2 separate regions of the Mus musculus genome follow, and region 2 is linked to region 1. The links are chromatin contacts, called in public promoter capture Hi-C maps. All regions are on one chromosome and are shown on one strand. Each heading gives the region's core, a stretch centred on a gene start, on an enhancer-like site or on the middle of the called end of the contact. The rest is flanking DNA. Distances are from core to core; before and after follow the strand shown.

Region 1 (5,084 bases), core at 1,204-3,703:
TCAGATGGATGCAGAGTTTCTTTTTCTTTTTTTTTTGGGGGGGGGGGTTCGAGACAGGAGTTCTCTGTGTAGCCCTGGCTGTCCTGGAACTCAGAGATCCCCCTGCCTCTGGCTCCCAAGTGCTGGGATTAAAGGCGTGTGCCACCACTGCCCCACACGGCAGAGTTTCTTGGAGCCCAGGCTAGCCTAAAACATTCTATACACCATTTTATTTCCTGGTATCTGTAAGCTGTCAATGGTCCTTGAAAATTAAGAAAGGAAGATATGCATTTTTCCATTCGTGGGTCCCTTGTGAATGTTTAACTTGATAAGGGCAAAGTACTTGAATTTGTGTAAGTTCATTTCCAACAAAACCATTTTGCTTTTTGTTTTGTTTTGTGGTTTTGAGACAGGGTCTAATATAGCCTAGGTCTGCCTTGAACTCTGATCACGATACCTCCACCTGCCAAGACAAACATTTCCTAATTCTCAGGCACCCTGGGCCCAAAGGACGCAGTTGCTAAATGTACTGACTGCTTCTATCCAGTGACAGCTTGTTTTCGATTCAAATCTTAAGGATTCTGCTGAACTTGGGAACAAATCCTGCTTGGTACCATGCTGGATCCAGCTCTGAACACAGTGATGTGCACCGGTAATGCCAGCACTGGGGGAGTGGGTAGGTAGGGCAGACAGAAGAAGCATCTTAGGGTCTTGCTGGCAAGTCAGTCTAGCTGAATGAACCTGTCAGCTCCAGGATCTATGGTAGATCCTATCTCAGAAAATGAGAGAAATGACTAAGTGGTTAAGAACACGTGTTGCTCTTCCACAGGACCAGGGTTTGATTCCCAGCACCTATGTGGTGGCTAACAACTGTAACTCTAGAGGATCCAACACTCTCTTCTAGTGTCTGGGAGCACTGCCCATGTGTACACAGATGGACATGCAAGGAAAAACGCTCACACATATACAATTTTAAAATATTAAATAAGGTGGAAAGAACAGGCAGTATCTATCTCTGGCCTACACAGTCATGCATGCTCCAGCCCTCACTCCCACCCCCAGGAAACCCTGGCTACAATCTATTTAGATTATTACACTAGAGAATTCCACCCTGCAATCAGCAGGTTTAGACTCTCAGAATTTTCACCTGTGTCCCGTGACTGCCTTGCACCTACAGCCAGCCTCAAGAAGAGAAGACAGAATAGAAAGTGTTTCCCTATTTATCCAGACATGATATCCACAGAAGATACAACCTAGCAACTTCCCACTTAATGTAATTATTTAAAAAAAAAAAAACAATAGGGCTGGAGAGATGGCTCAGCAGTTAAGAGCACTGACTGCTCTTCCAGAGGTCCTAAGTTCAATTTCCAGCAAGCACAGAGTGGCTCACAATCATCTGTAGTGGGATCTGATGCCCTCTTCTGGATGTCTGAAGAAAGCCACAGCATACTTACATAAAACAAGTCAATCGAAATAACAACAAAGCCCTTTCATCTCAGACCATCTCTTTCTTCTCTGGAACTTGCCTACTGAGGCTTTTCTAGTTTTTTGTTTTTTTTTTAAATCAGTCAGCTCTTGTGAACTCCTTCACAACCAGCATGTTACAAGCCTGGTAATGCTGTTCCCAGAACATCCAAAGTAGTATCTGTCGGTGATCTAGTTGAAAATATTTCAGTAATGCAGGGATGGATCAGCAGTTACAAGCATCTGTTGCTCTTCCAGAACACCCAGATTTGATTGCCAGCACCCACAAGGAGGCTCACCATTGTAACTCCAGGCCCAGGGCATTTGAAGCCCTCTCTTCTACCAGGAACTCATGTAGTACAGACATAACATACAGGCAAAAACTGTCAAACACACACAAAAAAAGCTAAGATAAAGTAAAATATTTCTGTCACTGAGTTCCAGTCAGTTTAGTCCTTTACAGACGAGTCCTATGCCAAATTATATATATATATATAACATTAGAGCTGGGATGTTGTTCATTTGCTTTGCTTAGAATGTGTCCGCTCTGGGTCAACTTTGCACCCCAAAAGACTGAAATTGAGAGAAACTTACTTACTGGGAACCTTTGATAAGAATCAGGATTTGTGTTCCGGTTTCTCTCTCACACTCACACACACCATAACCAGTGTGTATTGGTGTATATTTTATTCTCTGACACAGGGTCTTGCTATAATAGCTTTAGTTGACCTCTAAACCAGAATCCTCCCGTCTCAACTCCAGGATTCCAGTTGGGCACGAACGCTGTCCAGCTCTTAGCAACATTTTAAATTTTACTAAAGAATACGCAAGTCATAATTTTCTCAATCTTCCCAATAATTCCCCATAGAAAACGTAGACTACGAGCTAATCACGCGGCAGAGAGAAAAGTCTCAACAACCATCAGAAAAAGAGACGAACTACGTCCAACGCGCAGCTGCCACGGCCCACGCATGCGCTTGTGAGAAAGCGGCTGCTCGGGAGGAAGTGGGGGGGACAGGAAGTTCCGCCCCTCTACCGGTTTGGCGGTCCTCTCGGCTCTGCCCTACCCCGCTCCCTTTGAGCCTGAATTCAGCCGAGGTTTTCGCGGCTCCCCGTGCGCCTGCGTGATCCAGTCTTGCTTCACGCGCGGGCTCGCGCTCCGGCTCCCGCCCTGCCTCCGGCTCGCAGTCCCCGGCGCCTTCCTTCGCGGTCCAGGCCGCCCCGCGTGGCGCCAGCACCATGGTGGGTACCGTGACGTCAAAAGGGAGCGCCGCCGCTCGCGGCGGGCGGTTCGAACCGTGCGGGCGTGGGTGCGGGCACTCGTGTCGGTCGCTTGGGGCGGCAGCCAGGCCCCAGGGTTTTCCGTACAGCCTTACTGCCCACACCCCAGTGTGAGGAGGCTGCTCGGAGCCGATGGTGTTTTGGGGGAAACCTTTAGCAAGTCCAAGAGAAAGCCCACGGGCGCCGGGGGAGAACGGGAAGCGAGCCTTGCACTTCTGTGCTGTTGACGAGGACTTTGTGAGGGTGCGGTTGGGAAGCGGTCTCAGCTGGGAGGTGGTCGACTCAGAGAGTGGGTTCTAGCGTCGAGGGGTGCAACGCAGGTCCTGTCACTCCGTGGCTCCGTGAACTGCAGAGTCCCGTTTAACGGATTGTTGTTGGTTATGAAGTTTTGAGAACTACTAGGAGGGGCTACAAAGACTAGTATTTCAAAATACTGTCACGGGCTCCTCCTCCCCGTCCCTTTTCATGTGATAGTTCCTCCCTCTTTTCCAATAGCTCTTCTACTCCTTTTTCAAGTCTCTTGTGGGCAAGGATGTAGTCGTGGAACTCAAGAATGACCTGAGGTAGGTCCTTATTTTAGCGAGTTGGTGGAAGGTGGGGGTGCCGGGTGTCCTGATCCTTTTTGTCGTTGTTGTTGACAAAGTTACTTCAGAGTAGGTAGGCAAAACACAGAAGAAATACCTTTCGTCTTAAGTGTAAAAGATTAGTTTAAGAGTGAGCCTGGTATTGTGACACATGCTTGTAATCCCAACACTGAACGCAGAGGTGTGAGTTCAAGGACAGCTTGGTCTACATATGTCCAGGGCCATCCGGAGTTACACAGTGAGATACAGTTAAGTAACATGTATGTGTAGTCCTGGCTGTCCTGGAACACACAGATCCACATGCCTCTGTCTCCTGAGTGCTAGGATTTGCCTGGCTGTATCATTTGCTCTTAACGATTCAGGAGTTGGGGTAAATGCTTAAATGCTGTACCACTGGAAATATGTTTATGGGTTCTTGTCACATCCGTTAAGGTCTACTTGGTTCCTAATAGTGCTTCGAAAATTATAGTTTCATTGAAGCCGGGTTTTGTTTGCTTTTGTTTTCTTTCATGTACTGGGCATGCTCAACAAGTGAACTTCATATGCAGCCCTCATGTTTCTCTTTAAAATAACTTTTTTTTTTTTTTCCAGACAGGGTTTTTCTGTATAGCCCTGGCTGTCTTGGAACTCACTCTGTAGACCAGGCTGGCCTCGAACTCAGAAATCCGCCTGCCTCTGTCTCCCGAGTGCTGGGATTAAAGGCGTGTGCCACCACCGCCCAGCAAAATAACTTTATTTGTAGACTCTTGAAACCTTTGAACACACATCAGTGGTTGACCAGCAGGATGGTTCTGACCAGTGTGGCCAAGTTAGAAGCTGGCCCAGACTGAGGTGCAGACTAAGACCTTTCATAGTCTAAAAGTCAAATCACACGAATGGTCTACAGAGCTGTGGGGATTCATAGGATGTAGAGAGTGAGGAAGTAAAACTCAGGATCTGAGGTGGTTAAAGTTGGTTACACAGAGGGTAAATATAATATAAGGTGGGGCATGTAAGGTGGTATGGGAGCACTGGCCTTGATAACCTTGCTTAGGGGCTAGAGGGCTGGAGAACTGAGAAGACTTGACTTGTATCTTCATTATTAAAGATAAGTTGGGGGGGATAACATTTGAAATGTAAATAAAGAAAATATCCAATTTTTTAAAAAAGAAGAAGAAGCCGGGTGTGGTGGCGCAGGCCATTAATCCCAGCACTCGGGCTACACAGAGAAACCCTGTCTCGAAAAAAAACAAAAACAAAAAAAAACCAAACAAACAAACAAAAAACTCATACGAGAAAAAAAAGAGTGTAGCAAAAATAATAAAGAGTAATTCCAGCTACCAGTATGTGTACATAGGTCTGTGACTCCAAAGCAGTAAATGTTTACAAATAACAGTTAGGGAAGCTGCAGAGATTGCTCAGTGCTTTAAAAAGAGCTTGCTGGGGGCTGGAGAAATGGCTCAGAGATTTTAAGAGCACTGACTGCTCTTCCGAAGGTCCTGAGTTCAAATCCCAGCAACCACATGGTAGCTCACAACCATCTGTAAAGAGAGCGGACATCAGACGCCCTCTTCTGTAGTGTCTGAAGACAGCTACAGTGTACTTAGATATAATAATAAATAAATCTTTAAAACAAAACAAAACTTGTTGCTCTCCCTGAAAAATAAGAGTTCAGTTTCCAGCAACTACATTAGGTGATTCACACCTACCTAGAACTCTGGCTGCAAGTGATCTGATGCCCTCTTCTGGTCTCTGTGGGTAACTACATGCACATACACACAAATAATAAAAATCAAT
Region 2 (5,276 bases), core at 2,725-5,224, 220 kb after region 1:
CCCTACCTCCGAAGTGTTGGGATTAAAAGCATGGCTACACACCCACTCCTTATGTGCTTTGGACCTTCTGCACAGAGCCTTCCAGTGGGGTGAGAGGGTGACCAATTTTGGCTAAAGTCTAGTCAGGCTTCAGAATCTTCTATACCTAGTCATTGCCTTCCTTGTAAAACCTAGTTTTCGTGAAAAGCCCCATTCAGTCGGTTTAGCAAGCTCCCTCTCCTAGACTGGATCACCCTCAGTCATCCCGTGCAGCCCCTGAGGTGATGTCTGCTCACCTGGCCTGTCTCAACAGGCGTCTTGTCTGATCTGTTTAGACAAAGTCCCCCTACCCCGGATTTTTCTTTCCTCTTAGTCATTTGCCATCCCCCTAACGCCCACCCTGCTGGGGCTCTTAAGACCCACTTGCTCTCATTGAACACTCTACAACAAGTCTCTGCACCAATAACTAATTCTGAATAAAGTCGGCCTTGCCTGCTTCAGCAAGTACTATTGAATAACAACAACAATAAATTATTATTATTATTATTATTATTATTATTATTATTGGTGTTGGGATCAAATCCAAGCCTGCATATGTGATTAAGTAATTTAAAAACCAACAACAACAACAAAGCATTTAAACAAGGTGTTTTTCTCTTTCCAATCCACCCACCTCAATACATTCATCATTTGTCTGAAACACTGGAAAACCAAAGCCAGCAATGGCTCCTTCTTTGTTGTGTTGCTTTGGGTTTTGAATTCAGGGTATCCCATACACTGAGCATCCACCCTCACCCCAACATGCTCCACAGAGTCACATTTTCAGCCCTGTGTCTTTTTAAAAACTATTTCACTCATCTTCAGAGGTTTGGAAAAATAAAGGGGCTGGTGACCGAAAGGCAGAGCTGGCTGAGCCCAGCCCAGCATGGAGCAGGGATAGAGCTTAGGTCTCCTCTCCGTGGACCATGCCCGCTCTGTCTGTTCAGAGGCAGGTTGAATGGTGCAGGGTGCGCAGTTAGACACCTGAAGCTCTGCGGCTCTTCCTTGGCTGTGATTCAGGTGCCTGAGAATGTGGCTCCTCCCCAGCTCCATGGGAGCCACAACAGCCGGAAAGAACTGCAGTACTTTCCCAGCAGGTATTGGAATTCCCAGAGTGGGAAATTCCCATGCCCCAGGGCAAAGGTAATTAGGGTTAGGCTCCTGTTTCCGGGGGAGAGGTAGGGATGTTGGCTGCCTTTTGTTCCACGGGGGTCTTGGGGGTCTTAATGGCCCAGGGGTATAAAGACTGAGATCTGGACCCAGAGACTTTAGGCCTCCGCAAAGAGATGGATGCAGACTTCATCCCAAGACAGAAATCACATTTCTTTTCCAAGCGATCTTTATTTCTCTCAATGACCCGTAGGGCGATTACAGTCACGGCTCCCGTGGGGAGCAGAGGTTCAGTGATGTAGCGACAGCCTGGTCACCAAATCAGCGTTATTAAGACAATTGGGTTAGATAAATATTTTGTTTTAAACATAAGCAAAAGAGGAGGCAACAAGGTAGAGAGGCCAGGTGGGGACAGCTCAGCTCCGTTTTCACAGAAAACATGTCTGTCTGAAGACAGCTTCCCACACTGGGTCCTCCAGGACACCCCGGCCTTCCAAATAAATACATTCATAAGCAAATAAATAAATAATAAATAAATAATAAATAATAAGTGCAAATATAAATAGAGGGGGGCTGGCTCTGTGAGGAAGGCTGTGCATTGCACCTCAGGGAAGAATCTGGAAAGGTCTGAAGGTAGGAAGGCCTGAGATCTTATCCAGCCTCATTCTGAGACAGAGGCAACCTGACCACTCTCCCTTTGCAGAACTCAGGAATGGACATTCGAGGCTCCAGTGAATTCGGAAAGCCCATTTGAGTCCTTGATGGTGGTGCATGAGAGGCCCACAGTCCAGGTCACTGTCCCAGCATCTTGTGTTTCTGAGTAGTTGTTGAAAGCTCTGAGCACAGAGTTGGACCCTGAGCCATAATCCCCTTTCTAAGTTAGAAGGATACAGACTGGGGGCTCTGAGGAGTAGACAATAAAGGGGTCAGAGTAAAGGGGTCAGAGTGGGGGCTGGGTAGAGAATGGATGAACACCCATTCCCTTCACAGAGCAATGACTCCAAAGTAGACCTGCCCGGACTCCGCAAAGTCTAAGTACTTGGGCAGATTGACCTCAGCGCTGAGTTGGTCCCCCTTCTCCAGCTGGAAGACTCCTCCCAGGTATATGGGCTCATACCAGGGTTTGAGCTCAGCCCCCTCAGGGGTGTCCTTGGGGCAGGGGCTCTTGACGGCAGAGAGGAGGTTGACTTTCTCCTGGTATGAGATAGCAAATCGGCTGACGGTGTGGGTGAGGAGCACGTAGTCGGGGCAGCCTTGTCCCTTGAAGAGAACCTGGGAGTAGACAAGGTACAACCCATCGGCTGGCACCACTAGTTGGTTGTCTTTGAGATCCATGCCGTTGGCCAGGAGGGCGTTGGCGCGCTGGCTCAGCCACTCCAGCTGCTCCTCCACTTGGTGGTTTGCTGAGGGGGGGGGGGAGGATTGAGTCAGTGTCACCCTCTTAGTTCACACTCCACATCCTGAGCCTCAGCAGCTACCCACACTTCACTTCCGGTTCCTGCACCCTCTGTCTTTCCACATCCCATTGGCTATGAGGTCCCGGGTGGCCCCCTGATGCCTTGCTTTTGAGTCACTGCTCTGACTCTCACGTGCTGTCTCTAAGAGCTCTGTCTTTTCTCAGCCTGGCTCGACACCCCTCAACCCGCCCCCCAAAATCATGCCCCTTCATTCTCAAGGCACATGTAAAGAAATCTTACCTACGACGTGGGCTACAGGCTTGTCACTCGAATTTTGAGAAGATGATCCTGGAGGGGAAGAGACAAAGGCAAGGATGAGCCTTTTAGGCTTCCCAGCAAGCATCTATGCACTTAGACCCCTTTCCTCCCAAACCAAAGCTTTAAGTTCTCCCCCCACCCCATCTCATCCCATGCCTAACTGCCCTTCCTCCATCTTAAATTAAGAGAGAGGTGTGGGAACACTTACTGAGTGTGAGGGTCTGGGCCATAGAACTGATGAGAGGGAGGCCATTTGGGAACTTCTGTGTAGGAAAAGGAGGTTAGTTAAGACAGACTCACCCCAAAGGAGAAGCCTCCCGGCTGATTGCCCCGCTTACAGTTCCTCTTTGCCCCACCCCACCCCCCAGCTTTGTGTTTTTCTTCTTCATTCATTCATCTGTCCAACCCACGGCTTCTTTCTGCGGTGCCCTCTGTGCTTGATCTCCCGTTATCTCCCCTTCATCTTCCTCCTTATCTCTCATGCCTCTCTCATTTCTGTCTCTGAGTTTTATCTCTTGCTTATCCCCTCTTCCCCTGGCCACATCTTTCCAGATCTCTCCACGTGTGAACACACTTGTTCGTTCATTCATCTCTCTGTGCATCCGACGAAGGATGTTTAGTCAGCTGGACGCATGGGTCCGAGGTCCTGACTCTGTCCCCTCCACACTCTCCTCCACCTTGCCCTGCCCATTAGCCCACTTCTTTCCCTCACACTGTCCTTCTTGCCCTCCTAACCCGTTTTGCTTGTGAGCGAGAATAAGGGTTGCCCAGACACTCACCTCATCCCTTTGGGGACCGATCACCCCGAAGTTCAGTAGACAGAAGAGCGTGGTGGCCCCTGCCACAAGCAGGAATGAGAAGAGGCTGAGACATAGGCACCGCCTGGAGTTCTGGAAGCCCCCCATCTTTTGGGGGAGTGCCTCTTCTGCCAGTTCCACGTCGCGGATCATGCTTTCTGTGCTCATGGTGTCTTTTCTGGAGGGAGATGTGGCGCCTTGGGCCAGTGAGTGAAAGGGACAGAACCTGCCTGGTTGGCTGCTTGCTTTTCTGGGAGCTATTTCCAAGATGTTCTGGAGTTTCTGTTCTCCCTCCTGGCTAGTCCCTTGCTGTCCTCGCTGAGGGAGCTTCTGCTGGCTGGCTGTGCAGACGGCCGCCTTTATAGCCCTTGGGGAAGAGGGCGGGGAAAAGCTCTCATTCAACCCTCGGAAAACTTCCTTGGTGGAGAAAACCATGATCTCATGTGGAGGAAGCGGTAGTGGCCCTACACCTCTGTCTCGGTTTCTTCTCCATCGCGGGGGCAGAGGGTTTGGAAAGTTGGGGACACCCAGGCATCAAGGAATCTCCTCCCCGTCGTCCCCACCAGGATTCTGTGGCAATCTGGGGCCAATCAGGAGGGTGTGTGTGTGTGTGTGTGTGTGTGTGTGTGTGTGTGTGTGTTGTATAGGACCCTGAGAACTGAAACCCATTTCTTCTCTGTCCTCCAGAGCTAATCATTGTCTGTTTCTTTGTAGAAAGACCATGCCTGTGTCTATTTCCTTTTGATTTCTAAATGGGACATCCATGGGGGAGAACTTAGCATGGGGGGGTGCTTCTGAAAGCTGGGTGCATAAGGGGGGAGACATGATATTGAGGAGGGAAAGCCCCCTGTTTGAGTTCTTGGAGGAAGTGGCTGAAGGCAGAGCAGCTTGAGAGTTGGGAAGTGTGCATGGGCTTTGGGAGGGCTGGTGGGGGGGGTAATGGGATGAGTATGGGGCAGCCCCAGAGGGAATGAACTCAGCCCTGGGAATTCACGGACCTCACAAGCCTTCTCCTTTCACTCTGATCATGAGCTCAGGCTGCTGCTTTGGGTCCCTGCTCCCAAGTGAGTTTTCCACGGAGCCTCTGCCATATCTTGACTGCGGTACATCAACTCAGACATTTAGGTCCCACAGCCCTGCTTCCAGGATTTCTCCCAATCCGTATGACTCCCCGGTCTTCCAAGGATTCCCCTCCCCCACCCTCCCACTCCTAAACACTCTCCCACCCTCCAGTGGAGTCACTTCTCCCCAGAACCCTCATCTCTCTCCACCCTTGGATGGATCTCCCTAGCTCATCCTTTGGGTCTCCTCCGGCAGTTAAGCTGCCTCACTCCCGTGAATCCACCATGTCTCTGGGAGCTGCCTGCTCCTCATGTCTCTTTGCTCTGCCCGGATCCCATGGACCAACTGAGGCCTCTGTCCCCTGCTCCACTCCTTAAAGAGACCAGGAAGTTTCTCCCCCAACGCAAGACAGACACAAGCAGACAGAATCTCAGAGAAAAGAGGTTTATTGGGTTTCACAGATGGTGCAGGGGGTCCCTGTGGATGTCTAGCCAAGCAGTGGCTGGCTTTTAGAGCTTCGTGCTTTCTTCTAGAACCCCTTGGTCACCCACATCTAATTCTCTCGCCATCTCTC

Evidence for each region. Capture Hi-C pulls out chosen DNA fragments and counts their contacts.
Region 2: a promoter capture Hi-C map of adipose tissue shows a contact between it and region 1. The contact joins the promoter of Tnf here to the promoter of Lsm2 in region 1. A contact is called at or near these places in 8 of 39 promoter capture datasets (the C10 cell line, the HPC-7 cell line, cranial neural crest and 5 more), 7 of 115 datasets of contacts at active chromatin or transcription factors (the SCID.adh cell line, bone marrow-derived macrophages, double positive thymocytes and 3 more) and 3 of 9 other capture datasets (adipose tissue, liver and pancreatic islet).

Annotation. Positions count from the first base shown.
Region 1 is chr17:34,979,401-34,984,484 of GRCm38.p6, forward strand. It overlaps Lsm2 (LSM2 homolog, U6 small nuclear RNA and mRNA degradation associated), which reads left to right and starts at 2,454. Exons shown (of 5, transcript NM_001110101.2): 1 at 2,454-2,685; 2 at 3,220-3,287. The coding sequence starts at 2,683.
Region 2 is chr17:35,198,033-35,203,308 of GRCm38.p6, forward strand. Tnf (tumor necrosis factor) reads right to left here and starts at 3,975. Exons shown (of 4, transcript NM_013693.3): 1 at 3,623-3,975; 2 at 3,052-3,106; 3 at 2,826-2,873; 4 at 1,335-2,531. The coding sequence starts at 3,808. The coding sequence ends at 2,113. It overlaps Lta (lymphotoxin A), which reads right to left. Exons shown (of 4, transcript NM_010735.2): 4 at 5,133-5,276.